Linked DNA regions of Zea mays: region 1 is linked to region 2. Evidence: chromatin contacts called from public Hi-C data. All regions are on one chromosome and are shown on one strand. Each heading gives the region's core, a stretch centred on a gene start, on an enhancer-like site or on the middle of the called end of the contact. The rest is flanking DNA. Distances are from core to core; before and after follow the strand shown.

The links. Hi-C and Micro-C count contacts between places; a contact is called where the count stands out from the background.
Region 1: a Hi-C map of ear shows a contact between it and region 2, with 4 times the contacts expected there. The contact joins the promoter of LOC100277216 here to the promoter of LOC100281857 in region 2. A contact is called at or near these places in 4 of 25 Hi-C or Micro-C datasets (ear, leaf and tassel).

Annotation. Positions count from the first base shown.
Region 1 is chr2:208,783,940-208,788,060 of Zm-B73-REFERENCE-NAM-5.0, reverse strand. It overlaps LOC100277216 (protein LAZ1 homolog 2), which reads left to right and starts at 2,793. Exons shown (of 5, transcript XM_008672211.4): 1 at 2,793-3,068.
Region 2 is chr2:208,546,123-208,550,652 of Zm-B73-REFERENCE-NAM-5.0, reverse strand. It overlaps LOC100281857 (GTPase activating protein), which reads right to left and starts at 1,505. Exons shown (of 3, transcript NM_001154777.2): 1 at 1,242-1,505; 2 at 1-79. The coding sequence starts at 1,358.

The sequences.
Region 1 (4,121 bases), core at 1,544-4,043, 240 kb before region 2:
AGCATGGTCTCTGGGCTGATATATTCAAGGAACATACCGCAGCCAATGCTTAGGACTCCACTACCTTGTGCTTGACCAAAATTTCAAAAATAAAATGGAAATCACCATAAAGGTGAATAACCAACATCACATCTCCAACATATCTACTTGGGTGAACACATAGGTAATCATCATAACCATATGATGTAGACCTCTTACTGATGGGCAAATAACATTTTGCTGTCTAAAAGCTTGGTCTCAGGGCAAATAAATTCCAAGAACTTATTGCAGCCAAAGCCTAGATCTCCATCATGTGTTGAAATATCCCAAGTTCAAGATATGTGTCATATTTTGCAAGAATTCATCGTTTAATTAAGTAGAACTTAATTAAAAGAATTCTTTTAGCAGTCAGCATGACTGCAGCGTCCAGTCTGGCTCCATAGCCCGCGACGCCTGCTTGGTCCGTGACCTTTTTGGGTAGCACGTATAGGTAATCATCTCGAAAGATGTAGACCTCATAGTGATAGGCATTTCAAATGCGGCCTAAAGCACGGTCTCTGGGCTACTAAATTCTATAAAGAATTTAGCGCAGCCAGTGCTTAGGACTCCATCACCCTATGCCTTTCCCAAAAAAGTGCAATCTTATGTTGCATGAGGACCGTTAAGTTTCGACTTAATTAATGTGCTATGTTTTCCATACAAACATAAAAGAATGCAAAAAACAAAAGCAAGTCGAAACATGTGAATCATAAATATAAATAAAAATATAATTCACTGATAAGTCTGCATTTTCACAATAAAAACAGACAAATATGTATAATTACATATAACATTAGCAGTAGTCTAAATATGAGAATTTAGATAGTATTTTGAAATTGCGTTACAAGCAATCACAGAGTCTTGTACTGTAAATGTACAGAAAATAAAATAAAAAAAGTAAATTTGGCCCAGCCAAACATATGGCTGAACAGCCCAGGCGGCTCAGGGGGCCAGCCCAGTGGCCAGGCGCGGCCCAGCCGGCCAGTACAATGGCCAGCGTGGCCCAGCCGACCAGTACAGTGCCTAGGCGGTTAGGGTTTCGCCCACCACATCGACCTGCGGCGACGACCAAACAACAGGCGCAGCCATGGCCTCCCCGGCGGCGGCGTGGGAGCGGCCTAGGCACGGCCATGGTGGCCGGAAGCACGGCCCCCTGAGCGGGCCCCCCGGCGGCGCATGCTCTGGCGGCGCGCAGCTCCGGCCAGGCGGGCGCGGCGGCCCAGCAGCGTGCGGTCCAGGCCAGGCAGGAGCGATGGCCATGGCGGCCTTGGGCATAGGCGCGGCGGCCCCCGGCGCGCACGGGTGCGGCTCCAGCGGCTCGACATCGAGCGCGCCTCCCCCGCGGTGGTGTGGGCTGCACCGGCGTGCGGCCCTTGGACCCTCGGCGGCTCGCCGCAGGCCGGCGGACGAGGGCGGGCACAGCCCCTCGGCGCAGGCGCGCCCGCCGGCGGCGGTTCGGCTGCCCGGCGTGGGCCCGCAGCGCCCCCGACGGCGCTCGACGGCGCACGGGTTCGCGACCCCCGACGCGCGCGGGCGAGGTCCCGGCCGCGCGGAGGCCCCCGGCCCCGACAGCACAAGCGCGCAAGCAAGCGCCCCTGGCGGTGCTCGACGGCGCGCGGGTTCGCGACCCCCCAGCAGCGGCTAGGCGGTCGGCCTCGACCCCGGCGGTGCGCGGTGCAGGCCCCGGCGCGCGGGGGCGTGGGCGCGCGGCCCCCCCCGGCGGCAGCGCGGGCAGACGACCCAGGCGCGCGAACGCGCGGTCTCCCGGCGGGTCGGGGGCAAGGCCCCCACGGTGTGCATGGCTCGGGCGCGGCCCTCCACGGGCGGCGCGGGCGCGGCTCGGGGGGCGCTGGCGCGGCGGCTCGGCCTTGGCATGCGCAGCGGCCACGGCAGCGCAGGCGCGCTGTCTAGACGCGCGCGCGGGCGAGTCCCCCGACTCCGGCGCACGAGCGCGGTGCCGCATGGTGCCTCCGGCTAAGCGGGTCCCGGTGCGGATACAGCCCCAGCGAGGCTTGGCGGGCGGCCATGGCGTGCGCGCAGCAGCCCCGCGGCCCCTCGGCACGCCGCCTTGCGCGGCCCCTCGGCACGCAGCCTTGCGCGGCCCCTGCATGGCGCAACGGCCATGGCGCTGCCTGTCGTGGGCGCGAAACAACGCGGACATCCCGGCGGCGCGCGACCACTTCAGCGCGCGCGCTCGTGGCCCTCTGCGCGGGCGCGGCCTTGGCCATGAGCGGGCCTTGCCAGTTCGCGAGGTGGGATCTGGCAAGCATTCATGGCCTCTGCAGCCCGCGAAGCCACGGCCAGGGTGCCAGGCAATGTCCTTCATGCAATTTGTGTAGAAATTGAAAGGACGACAGTGCCAAAAGAACACTTCAGAAAAGGGTAATGATCCTACCATTTTTAATGTTCTTTTCACAATATCTAGATCTGCAGGATCTGCCCTTGATCAACGTCTTGATGCATTAACTTTTGCAACCGCCTGTTAATGGTAGTGTTCGGCTTGGTCTTCTTGTTCGTACGACCAAGGAACTTCAGCAGAAATTTTCTTCTCTTATCTCGGAGCAGTGCTGATAACGTGTTGAAGTATACTCAGTGGTAACGAGATTGAGAGAGAGACAAATGACAGAACTGTTGTTCTTTATTGCAGTGACAGGACAATTTATATATAAGTGAAGGGGTGTATCCTAAGAGGTGTGTCCCTTGGGCAAAACTGTCGCATCCTTTGGATTGATTACATATGTAATATTTTGTAACAACCGCGAGGCCCGTGTGTCGACGCTGCCGGAGCCGTGGATCGGTGGATGCTACCAGAAACCAGATGGCAGTATGGCACGCCTCAGACGTCAGACAGTTAATCTGAGGGTTCACCTCCACCTGCAGCCAGATCGTCACTGCAAATCTGCAATTAGTCCTTGACTTTGCCAAGTGACCACGTGGACTGGCGGAGGGAACCGAGCGAGTGGCCCAGACGTCGCGACTCGCGAGGCCGAGGCGCGGCGGCAGCGACGACTCCAACAACCACGCGCGGAGGCTGCAGTGCTCCAGCCAAGGTGAGAGCTCTCCCGCTTACCTCAGGCGGTGGACGCCGGTTTCCCATGTACATGTGGCCTTTCTGGTCTGGATGCCATGCTCCTGCTCGCCCTGAGGTTTCTCGCCGGGGTATTGATCCAAAGCGGGTGCGACTGCGACCCTAGTCGGCAGCCGCCGTGCTCTCGCGACTTGCGGTCACGAGATTCGGTTCATAGGGCGGCTTGTTGATTGACGTAGAGGCACATGACTGGAACCGTGAGCTTTGAGTTGTCAAGTAGTAACAACCTACCTTTTGCCATCGGCTTCTGGTTTGCTTTACTTTGCAGAGTTAATGCATTTGACAAAACAGTTCCAGGAATCGCTGTGGCAACACGACTGAATGCAATAGCATGCTAAGACCCCTATTTATGTTTATGTGTTGTCTGATGTAGGATTGCAGCTAGGATTCGTGTATCATGTAGCCCTGGTTCCCAATCCTTGCTTGATTTTGAAAATATTATGTGAATTTCTACTTGTAACATCTCTTTCTACTTGTTGAGAAGTCCAAGGTTAAATTCTGATGCGCTTTTTACTAGAAAAGAAACGAAAACTTAGGTCTGCAAATTTGTTAAATTATTTCATATGTGTCTAGTGCTCAGGCCACTGTGTCGGCGCAGAAATCCTGCTTGCTTGATTATCTTCCCATCGAGCAGTGGCTGTATGTCCTACTTACTCGAGTGGCTTTGGATAATTAATTTTGCCAATTTGCTGCACAAATTATAGGTGTTCAAAAGTCAAAACACAGTCTGTTTTGTTTTTATATTCTTGTACATGTACAGGGGTGAAGTGTCCCATTCCATATACCCTGAGACGAAGCTGAGGTGTGGGTCAGTTAAGAGTGGAATACTCTTAGTTGAATGACTTTGGTGTCCTGTCTTGCACATATGTGAAAGGCTATGCTGATATTGTGATATGCGGTTCACAAAAAGCTATTTAGAAAATGTCCTAGCTGAGAGTCCTTTCATTCTCTGATGAATGAGATCCTTGCTCTAAACAGTAGTTTTTAACTTATAGCACCCTGCACATAATTGGCA
Region 2 (4,530 bases), core at 256-2,755:
TCATGTTCGTGATGGACAGGGTGAGCTCCTCGTTCCATTCTGGGTTGATCGTGCGGTATTTTATACTTGATTTCACTTTCTGTGCAGTATATATGAAAACAGGTTGTCCATATCGTTAGCAATTAAAAGAGGACTCAGATGCAAAACAATTCTCTTTAAGTTCTCATTTCAACGATCCTATATTGAAACTTATATATTTTTTTAATCTTTTGGAGTGAGGACAGTTGGAAAGTGAAAATGGCTATAGTAGAGTTTATGTTATTCATACTAATAACTACTCTAAGGTAAACAAATGGCTATAGTATAGTATCTTCAATGACCGTCTTTCTAGCTACAGAATGTTTCAACTTATGTTTCTACCTATTGTCATGACATACCACGAGAGATCTAGGGTTTAATAAAGCTACTACAGATTATTTACTCATTGGTAGAGCAAGCTCTTTTATTATGATCATGATTTCTCTTGGCTTTATGGTTCATCTGAAGGTTGGGAAGATCGAGCTTGAAGAAACTGATATGGAAGCTGAGGGGTAGATAGATTTATCAAACACCTATATTTTAGGAGATATTTTGCAAAATTATTGGAGAACCTTTTTTTTTCCTTTTTCCGTGGCAAAAAGACCAAATTAGCTAGGAAGATGTTTAATTTTTAAGGAGATTTTATTTGGAGATATTTTGTTGGGTTTTAGCTTTTCCTAAGAAAAAGCTCTTCTCACGCCGGAGATGTAAAAATGCTTAATTATTGTTTGGAACCATATATGTTATATCTCAACGGAAGAAGCACCATTATAGGACAAAGGACAGTATACAGCAGTATAAGCCTAATAAGAAAATAAAGCTTCATGTGTGCCTCTTTTCGACGTGTTTTACCATATTCTAAACAGACCCTAACCGTGTAAGGGTATTTCCAACCTAGGAACTAGATGGTTTCTATATTTATTAACTATGACGATAACTCAATGAAATGATGATGATGTGCTATTGAATTTAGAAAGAGCGAGAGAGAGTGGAAATGGTTTTTTAGATAAGAAAAATATATCTACACGGAAACTAAGGTACGTAGATATAAATAGGTGTGATATGTAGATGCTAAAGAGAAAAACATATTACTAGAAAAAAATTATTTTGAAAAAAAAACTATTTAGACTTGAGCATACCATACCATTCAGACTCAGTAAGATGGAGAGGGGTATAGAAGAGTAAGCTATGAAAGCTGGAGTGGCATGCAGTTTATACTTTACCTGCTTTCCGTGGCGGAGGACGACGTAGGGGTCGCTGCTGTGGGTGAGCGGGTCGCAGATTGCCAGGTGCACTCCTCGCACCACCCGCACCTTGAGCAGCCCCAGCAGGCACTCCATCTCCGTCTACCTCTCTCTCTCTCTCTCTCTCTCGCTCTGTCTCCAGAACACCGAGCAAAAGCTAGAGGGCCTGACCGTCAACGGATTGGAGGACGTACGACAAGCCCGGCCGGCCGGAGACAGCCAGACGCACAAGCTTTTTGCTCCGGCTTGGCCAACTGGACGGAGCTAGGCCGGGAGATCTCCTTGGGGAGGCAAGAAGAGTCTGCTGCAGAGCAAGAGGCTGGACGACAAGCGCGGGGAGCGGACGACTACGCGCATGCATGCGCAGACACTGTCGTCTCATGGATGGCTCCCATCTTCTATCTGGGCCATCCATTTCCTCCGGCGTCGTCTCTAATTTAGCTTTAGCTCACCGGCAGGCAGGATGGCCCTCCCGATATGCATGGACGCGCACGAAGATAACAACGTTATTGGACTCGCACAAACGAGCAGAGCATCCTAGAGAATCGTTGTCTATGACCAGGGGCGGACCGAGAGGGGGGGGGGGGCAAAGTGGACCATAGCCCCCCTCTCAATTTTCTCTCTCTCTTATATATCTAATATTCATTTAGTGTTAGTATAGAGAAAAATTAAAGTTTTAGGTCTGTTGAAGTTTTCTATTTGTATAACACTGTCTCCAGCAAGTAGTGTAAAATAGGGAATACAGAACTGTAGATGACACTGTTTGTAGAGTAAGATTTAAAATAGAGGATAAGATAGAGAATCTGATAGAGATAGCCTAAAGTTTCAATGGTAGAATGAGATGGTATTAGACTGGTGTTAGGTTGTTATTGAAATTTTAGAACACGACCCTTGACCCATAGAATCAACCCGAGATCATCGGCCCATTAGACTCAACATATCAAATTCATAATATTCCTGTCCCATAGAATCAACCCATGACCCCGTTCCTCAATCCAATCGATCCAGGAACATTTTGACTATGGCCCAGTCCCATTCTTATCGACACCGCCTGATCCAGTCTGCTTCGATGTCTTGTTCCTTATGTCGCGACACTACACAACCCCACCCCTTCGCGGTGCCCCCGCCTCGCTCGTCATTCTCATGACGCTAGCTACCTCGGCATGTCCGATCTTGTTTGTCGCGATGATGTGACCCGTCCTTGGAGGTCAACGAGCTTGTCGAACCAACGAGCCCTATCTCTCAACTAGAGACGTCCCTTGACCCACCCCTTTCTCGGCACACCTGCCCATCGAAGAGATCAATATTCGGCAAGATACACCCAATTTTTATTAGGCTAGTAAGAACTTAACATCATGTTTACTTCTTTTGTTTATTTATTTTTTCTTTGGATTTATATCGTGTATTGATATAAAACTTGAAATCAATGCAACGCTGGTTTTTATGATCTTTTGCTTGATTTGTCATGTGGTTTTTTGGCCCCCCATGAATTCTCGTCCTGCGTCCGCCACTGTCTATAAGATGTGTCTACGAGTGGTTGGCATGGTTTCGGGAGTTTTTCTTTTGGTTCTATACATACAATAAAACACGTGTGTTCCTGGAAGTTGGACAAGATAGGTCGTAATTTTCGCAAAGAGCTGGACAGAGCAGCATATTTAACTGTATAATTCTGTAGAGAGAGACGACTGGTTGTTGCCATCTCGTAAAGAAGGGGATATTATGGATACCCACAAAGTTGAGCAGCCTCTTGTGCTTCATGCTGTAAAAATGCATGAACCTTATGGTGAGCAGCCACAAATTCACCACCACCGCCATTTTCTATCTTCACTAGCTTAACAAGATTCCTCATAACCAATTCCTTCAAATAGATTCTTCCAGCTTATGGCGTTCCAACTGCTTTGACTGCTTGGTTGTTGGCCCATCATATAAGTTCGCTGACTAGTGGTGGTGGCTTGCCCACACAGCACGTACCACCTTCCACTGTCACAAAGCGAACTACCAACTTAGATTTAATTCACTGTCACAAAGAGAACTACCAATTTAGATTTAATTCGTACCGACTTCTACTATTTTCATCGTATTTTATTGCTATAGGTTAGAGCTGCATCAATTCGAATAGCAAAAACCCAACCCGGACATCACCCTCCCTTTTGTTAGGATTTATGGGCTAGGCCCAATTGAGAAATTCAAATAAATCCCAGGAAAATCACAAAAGCCCATATAAGTGGATGACTAGGGAATAGGTGTACCAATAGCACCATATTGCTAGTTCTAGTGAAGTAGAGCTAGATTAAATATGGAAGCCACACTCACTCACCAAGTCATAGACGAGAGGAGAGAGTGTGGAGAGCCACACGCGCGCGCTCGCTCGCCTCGCCGAGCCGGGGCGAAGGGCGCACGACATGCGCGTGAATGGTCCGCCGAAATCCGGCCCCCCCTTGCGGGGGCGCGGCTACAGTTTGATTTTTTTGTTTCTTGGCTGTTACATTTATCCTAACCGATCGCTATAAAATCTCAACTGAACAAGAGAATTGATTTAGACCAATTGAGATACTCTCAGATTGTCGGTTCACTCATGTATCTTGCTGGTGCAACAAGGCCCGATATCTCGTTTGCTGTGAGCAAATTGAGCAGGTTCATGTCAAACCCTGGGACTGATCATTGGCATGGACTTGAGCGGGTTATGCGCTACCTGCAAGGTACAATGAGTTATGGAATACACTATTCTGGTCAGCATGCAGTACTTGAAGGATATAGTGATTCGAACTGGATATCTGATGCAGACGAGCTTTATGCCACCAGTGGTTATGTCTTTACTATTGGTGGAGGTGCGGTATCATGGAGGTCATGCAAGCAGACCATTTTGACGAGGTCAACCATGGAAGCCGAGCTAGCTGCACTTAACACAGCAACCGTTGAGGCAGAATGGTTGCGTGAACTCTTGATGGACTTGCCGGTGGTTGAGAAACCAATACCAGCTATCCTTATGAACTGTGACAATCAGACAGTGATTGCTAAAGTGACGAGTTCTAAGGATAATGGAAAGTCATCAAGACATGTCAAAAGACGATTGAAGTCTGTCAGAAAGTTGAGAAACTCCGGAGTTATAAGTGTGACTTATATTTCAACAGATAAAAATTTGGCAGATCCTTTTACCAAGGGACTACCACGTAATGTGATAGAAATCGCATCGAGAGAGATGGGTATGAGACCCGAATAAAGTTGCCATGGTGGAAACCCAGTCTATGTGATCGGAGATCCCGTGAAT